2 separate regions of the Mus musculus genome follow, and region 1 is linked to region 2. The links are chromatin contacts, called in public promoter capture Hi-C maps. All regions are on one chromosome and are shown on one strand. Each heading gives the region's core, a stretch centred on a gene start, on an enhancer-like site or on the middle of the called end of the contact. The rest is flanking DNA. Distances are from core to core; before and after follow the strand shown.

Region 1 (3,294 bases), core at 611-3,110, 2.9 Mb before region 2:
TGATGAGGTTATCTGTGTGAATCTGAGTGGTTTGTGAATGGTGATTTGTATGGCCACTTGCGTTAACACAAGTTAACAAGTAGACTAACAAGAGGACTATGGATATAAGAACTAAAATGAACTGGTAGATTGTCAGGGGCTGAAGGAAAGAGGAGTTGGCAGCTTGTTTAATTAGAAGAGAGATTAGTTTCTACAAGATGTATGGAACAAGTTCCTCAGATGTTTGTTGATAATGTTTGCACAAGGTCAAAATATTTTATATTACCTATACACTTAAAAATGACTAATGTGGTAAATGCTACACTGTGCATATTTATATGCATAAAAGCTCTTGTGTTTTTAAAACATTAAGATTCTTTAATCAAATAGGCACCCTGCCCCCCCCCAGTAAGAAGTCTGGAGGATGGTTTTAGGAAGCACAATGGATTTCTACCAAGCTGTCAAGGATCCAGAAACCTTTTGCATTTCTTCTGGGTCATGAATGATCTAGACTTGCGTTTATTTGTCCCTATACACCCAGTTTCCTCTTCTTCCATTAGTTATGAATTTTATGTGAATTTTCTAGCTTGTCTGGAGCTAGCTTGGGTCATATGACTAGGTAAGCACTAGCTAATGGGATACGACCAGAAAACTCAGTACCATTTTGGCTATTTTTGTGCTTCTTTGGTCTCTTTCCCCATTCTCAAAACCATGAAATGCTGAAAGACAAGGCAAACACATAGGTCACAAAGATAAAAGTCCACTGAGATTGGCAGAACCCTGCATTATTAATTGTAGAAGGGAATGCTTCCATATCTAAGACAACATACTTTGGGCTTTTTGGCACAATAGATCACATCCAATTAATATATTAATATGTTGCTTTTATTCTCTCAGTTGCTTCATAAACAGGATGACTAATCTGTCTTTATTTTTTGTTTTGCTTTTTAAGATTTATTTATTTCTATATACACTGAAATTCTGCCTGCATGTTTGTGTAAGAGTGCCAGATGCTCTGGGACTTGAGTTATAGACACTCGTGAGTTGCCATGTGGATGCTGGGAATTGAACCCTGATCTGGAAGAGCAGTCAGTGCTCTTAGCTGCTAAGCCATTTCTCTAGCCCCAACTAATCTGTCTTTAGCTTTACGCTTATTTTCTTAAGCAGGAGATAGGAAGTAACAGGGAAGAAAACACAACATCTAAGTGAGTCAAGTTAGATCTTCCAATAAATCCTTGTTAGTTATGCAGGAAGGTCTTATTGACTAGAGAGAGGGCGTGGTCACAGCCACTTCTGAGAGAGGCCAGGTATTTCTTTTGTGTATATTACTGTTCCAAAGAAAATCGGAGTTATATTAGAAAGGGAGGTGGTAATGATGGATATCAGGAAGATGTGAAAGCACGTAGCTTTCAGCTTGAAACAATAGGTAATAGAAAATAAGATAGCTGCACAAGAGACAAACAGTTCAGTGGCTATGAGGAAATACTGATCTTCCCCAGGACAGGACTTTGGTTCCCATCACCCAAACCCGGCAGCTCACAATCTCCTGTAACTTCAGCACCAAAAGATATTACACCTTCTTCTGACTTCTGCACACATGAGGAACAAATACACAAATATATAAATACAAATATAATAACTCTTTAAAGATAAATAAAACAAAAAAATCAATAATCATATATTTTGCTGGAGCCAGGGCCTTCCTTGCGCATTCAAGGCAAGCACTTTACTACTGTGCTACACCCCATCTCTAATAATTAAGTTTAATATCTCAGTTGTTTTGTGCTAAACAATTTTCCCCCTGGAGGCCCCGCCCCTCTTAGGCCCGCCTCCTTCAGCCTCTAGGATTGGCTTTCCCCCACTTCCGGCTGGGTCCGAGTGCACTCCGGCTTCCGGTGTCATGGCGGCCTGAGGTCCGGGGAGTCGGTCGGAGCGCTGCAGGCCCCTCCCTGCGGAGCGGCGGGTCCGGGCGGGGATGTGACGGCGGGCGCCGCGGGCCTGCCTGGCGCGTCGTGTCGGCTCGCGTGTCCTCGGCCCAGCCCGCACCATGGCGGGGTCCGGCTGCGCGTGGGGCGCCGAGCCGCCGCGCTTCCTGGAGGCCTTCGGGCGGCTGTGGCAGGTCCAGAGCCGCCTGGGCAGCGGCTCGTCGGCCTCGGTGTACCGGGTGCGGTGCTGCGGTACCCCGGGCTCGCCCCCCGGCGCCCTCAAGCAGTTCCTGCCTCCGGGAACCACCGGGGCTGCGGCCTCGGCCGCGGAGTATGGTTTCCGCAAAGAGAGGGCGGCGCTGGAGCAGTTGCAGGGTCACAGGAACATCGGTAATTGTGGCTGTCCCCCATGTCCTGCCCATGTCCCGGCTCAAGCATAAGCGTCCTCCGCCTGGCCCCCGGTCTTTGGTCCTGTAGGTGGGAGGAGAGGATCGGGCCTCACTAGTTGTCACGCGATGCAGGTCCCTTTTCAGTCCACCTTTCCTTTGCAGCTGTCTGAGGTATACGGTGGAAGTGATTATTACATAGCAAATGCTTAGTAAAGTCCAGTTTGCTTAGGTTTTCATCCGGTAGTTAGAAAGTGAAAGGCATGAGTTTGCCAGGTTGTCATGTCTTGAGTGGAAAATTTTGCATCTTTTCCAAATGGAAAATATTCTAGGGCATCCAGTGCCATCATTGACATCAAATGACATACTACTGAGAACGGAAAAAAAAATACATATTTCGTGTGAATTTGGGAGAGGGAACCCAGTGTTACCTAGAAGTTAATGGAAGTGTGATATTTAAGAGCACAGCGTTTGCTTCAGTAAGACTTTCATGACTCAGAGATTTAGAATGTAAGCTTGTTTGGGCCACAGATATATGGAAGCAGTCCTCGTTGCTAATCCACGTACAGGCAGAGAGCTTGTAAGCGGTTATAACTTTGGTTAGTAAAGAAGCGTCATAGATCTTGGCAAATAGAACCCATGTGTAGCTTGAAGAAAGTGTTTGTTTATTTATTTATTTATTTATTTATTTATTTATAATACTACATTGATAGAATGTCCTAATGCTAGTGTGTTTTTCTTTTTTTTCCTTAATCTTACTAAGCGGTATATCACTATAGCTTTGGTGTTTGACAGGAACATTTTTTGCATGCCTCAGTACTTGTTGAATCTCTTGCGTGATTACATTAGAATGTTATTTGTAATTGATGTATATAATATGTGTGTGTGTATATATATATATATATACACGTATATATATGTGTGTGTGTGTGTATACATATGTCTATGTATATACACATATATGTATGTGTGTATATATATATATACACACACATGTACACACA
Region 2 (3,137 bases), core at 550-3,049:
AATAAAGGTAGCTGTAGAAACTCTTAGAAGCCAAGTTAGGTATGGTTTAGGGTTCTGAATTTCTATAGTTCATCTCTTGGAAGGTAGGAGAATCAGCTCAAGGTCATCTTCAGCTAGTGAGTTCAAAGCCAAGCAGGGCTAAATGAGACCCACCTCATAAAAGCAAAACAACCAACCAACACTGGATACCAATTGTGCTTTTAGAGAACCATTCAAAGTCCCAGTAACTGGGGAGCTAAGGGTGAGGCATCAGAAATGTGAGGCCTGCCTGGGCTACCTAAGGCCTTATTTATATGATCAGCTGTGCCCTGCTAAATTTTAACTTTCCTTCAAAAGTCACAAATTTTACCCATGTTAATCATTTTTTCAATCATTTTTCAGCTTTCTCACCCGACTGAAACTTGGCTAAACTTTAAAGGGTACCACTCCCACTGACACTAGTCACAGTGACTTATTCTCCAAACACAGCTCACACATTCAAATCTCCATGTTTACGTGATTTTTCCTTTCCCTAGAATTTCCTCTCCCTCTTTTATCTTCTATCTACATTCTAACTAATCCACAAGGCACTGGGTCCATCTGTACCATGAGATCTTCCATAGTCTCTCACAACAGAACAGGACCTCTTCTTTAGAATGAAGACTCTGTGTGTGTGTGTGTGTGTGTCTGCCATGACCCCTTTCCCCTTTAGCTCCCCGCCCCCCCCCCCCCCCCCCCCGTTTTAGGCAAGGTCTCGACAGGAAGTAGATCCAGCCTGGAATGCACTATGTAGACCAGGCCTGCCCTATCTGGAGCTCTACCACACCCAGATTCCTTTTAGCTTTATTAAAGATGCTGCACAAAGGTCTTTGATTTCTATCTTTACCAAGTTAGAGTATGGTTTTGTTTGTAACATGAATCTCCCTATGTAGCCCACACTAGCTGCGAACTCACAATCATGTCCATCTCCTGAGTGTTGAGATTTCAGTTGCCCTAACAAGGAACACTGGCTTGTAGTATTCTTGGTATACTCCTCTCTTAGTTACTGTGAACATGCACCCATTGAACTTCCCGTGTTGAACCGTCCACCGTCTTACCATACTCACATTTTTTACTTTGTTTTTCCACTTCTGCCTTCAATCTCTTGTATTTGTCTGTCCTGTAAACCAGGACCCAGGTTATGCCTAAACAGTAAAAGCAACATGCTAATGAGAAATAAATGGAAATCACAACAAACCATCTTTAATTGTTAGTATTGGAGACAAAAGGATTTCGACATTTTGCTCTATACTTATCAGTAACTTTTTTCAAAGTCAGATCAACCCATGTTTTGTTTTGTTTTTTTCAGTGTATCCACAAATACGTAAAGAAAATCAGGACGTATGACTCCACACTACTCTCCTGCTTCTATAGGGGGATGAGCCCGGGATTTCTTGCAACGGACCACGCAGGCCGCAGGGAGTGAGGCTCCCGATCTTTGCTCATGGGGTGCGAGGGACCCCAGTGCCCTTCCACCCTGGGATTAATCAAACGTCCAAGGAAACAGCCGCCCTCACCCTCGGCGAGCAGCGCGGTGCACACGGAGATAAAGACGATGAGCAGCGTGTCTGCAAACATGGTGCTCATCTCGCCCGTCTGTCCCCGCGCTCCCACCCTCCGCGGGGGGAAAGCACTCCAGAGCCAGAGAGACCGGGAAGAGACGTGGCGGGACCGACCCTCGAGGAGCGCTACAACTTTGACAGCCCCGAGTCTACACTTCCGCTTCCGGGGCGCCGACCCGGAACTACAGGCTTCACTCCCGCCGTCTGGCCGCCATAGTCGGGAGAGAGCGGCAACGCGCAAGTCTCGGGGGCCGAAGGCGCGCGCCAGGCCCGGTCTCGCGAGAGTTGGAAAGCCAGGTCGGTCGGAGGATGGCGGTGTGGTGGCGGCGGCGTTGCGACCTCGGCAGTGCGTTACCTGCTCTCCGAGCCCGATCGCCTACCTCACACTAGAACCCTGTCACACGGTGGCTGGACTTCACCCGCATCCCCGCCTCCGTGGCCGAAAAGTTAGGCCACCGCGTGCGGAGCGTCAGGGTCTGGGGGCTCGCCCCGGTCCTGGGCTGGGCGAGCCGAGTCGAGGAGTCCTCGGGCGCTGGTTAAACCAGCCTTTATGATGCCGGGGACGCCGTTGGAGGAGAAGGGCTGCACAACTCGCTTGCTGCGGCCGGGCTTTTATTGGAAGGAACGGTGGCGCAGTCGAAGGGGAAGAAGTGAAAACGTTGAATTTGAGTTAGAAGTGTTTTGGGGGCTGGGCGGTGGTGGCGCACGCCTTTAATCCCAGCACTTGGGAGGCAGAGGCAGGCCGATTTCTGAGTTCGAGGCCAGCCTGGTCTACAGAGTGAGTTCCAGGACAGCCAGGGCTATACAGAGAAACCCTGTCTCGAAAAAAAAAAGAAAGAAAGAAAAAAAAAAACAGCCGGGGGGTTGGGGGGGGACGGACACGGGGATAGAAAAAGGTGTGGTGTGTAAAAGTAGGATGTCTTGAGAGAGCCTCATACACTCAGATGTCCTCCGTGATGGACTGTAAATTACCGTGTGCAAGCGGGGCGAGAAAATGACGGGAAGGCCTTGATATAAGAGCACTCGATTCCTCCCAATTCTCAGATCTGCTCTTTTTCCTCAAGAAAACTCAGAAGTCTTCCTTTGTGCGTCCTTGTGTTTTTTTGAGACAGGGTTGCACTATGGAGCCCTGGTTGACCTGGAGCACTCAAGAGACCCCCCTGTCCTAGCTTTCCATAACTGTGCCACCATGCCCAGTTTGACTTCCATTTTCTGTCATTGTTCTTCCAAATTTCACTGCACACAATTTATAAATCTTCTGTAGCATTACCTTTTTAGTTTCTCTTGCCTTATATTTATCCAGGACTCCTTTAATAGATATTAAATATATGTCTATTAAATAAAGATATAACTATAAATATACGTCTTTAATAGACATTAAATATATGTCAGGAACAGTACTGGGCCCTGTAAGATGGAGCAAGATAAGATTCCTTGGTTCCAAAATTCCCCAGGGAAATTGTACGCCATAGTAAGATAGAATTATAGCTAAAGTGTTGAGAGCGCAAGACCGATTCTTCACGGAGGATTCAGAAAAGCTTCAGAAGCCAGGCGGTG

Evidence for each region. Promoter capture Hi-C pulls out the DNA fragments that hold promoters and counts their contacts.
Region 1: a promoter capture Hi-C map of pre-B cells shows a contact between it and region 2. The contact joins the promoter of Uhmk1 here to the promoter of Tmco1 in region 2. A contact is called at or near these places in 2 of 39 promoter capture datasets (embryonic stem cells and pre-B cells), 1 of 484 Hi-C or Micro-C datasets (CD4 T cells) and 1 of 9 other capture datasets (adipose tissue).

What each region holds. Positions count from the first base shown.
Region 1 is chr1:170,213,973-170,217,266 of GRCm38.p6, reverse strand. It overlaps Uhmk1 (U2AF homology motif (UHM) kinase 1), which reads left to right and starts at 1,860. Exons shown (of 8, transcript NM_010633.4): 1 at 1,860-2,294. The coding sequence starts at 2,027.
Region 2 is chr1:167,307,332-167,310,468 of GRCm38.p6, reverse strand. Tmco1 (transmembrane and coiled-coil domains 1) reads right to left here and starts at 1,799. Exons shown (of 7, transcript NM_001039483.1): 1 at 1,536-1,799; 2 at 1,086-1,163. The coding sequence starts at 1,605.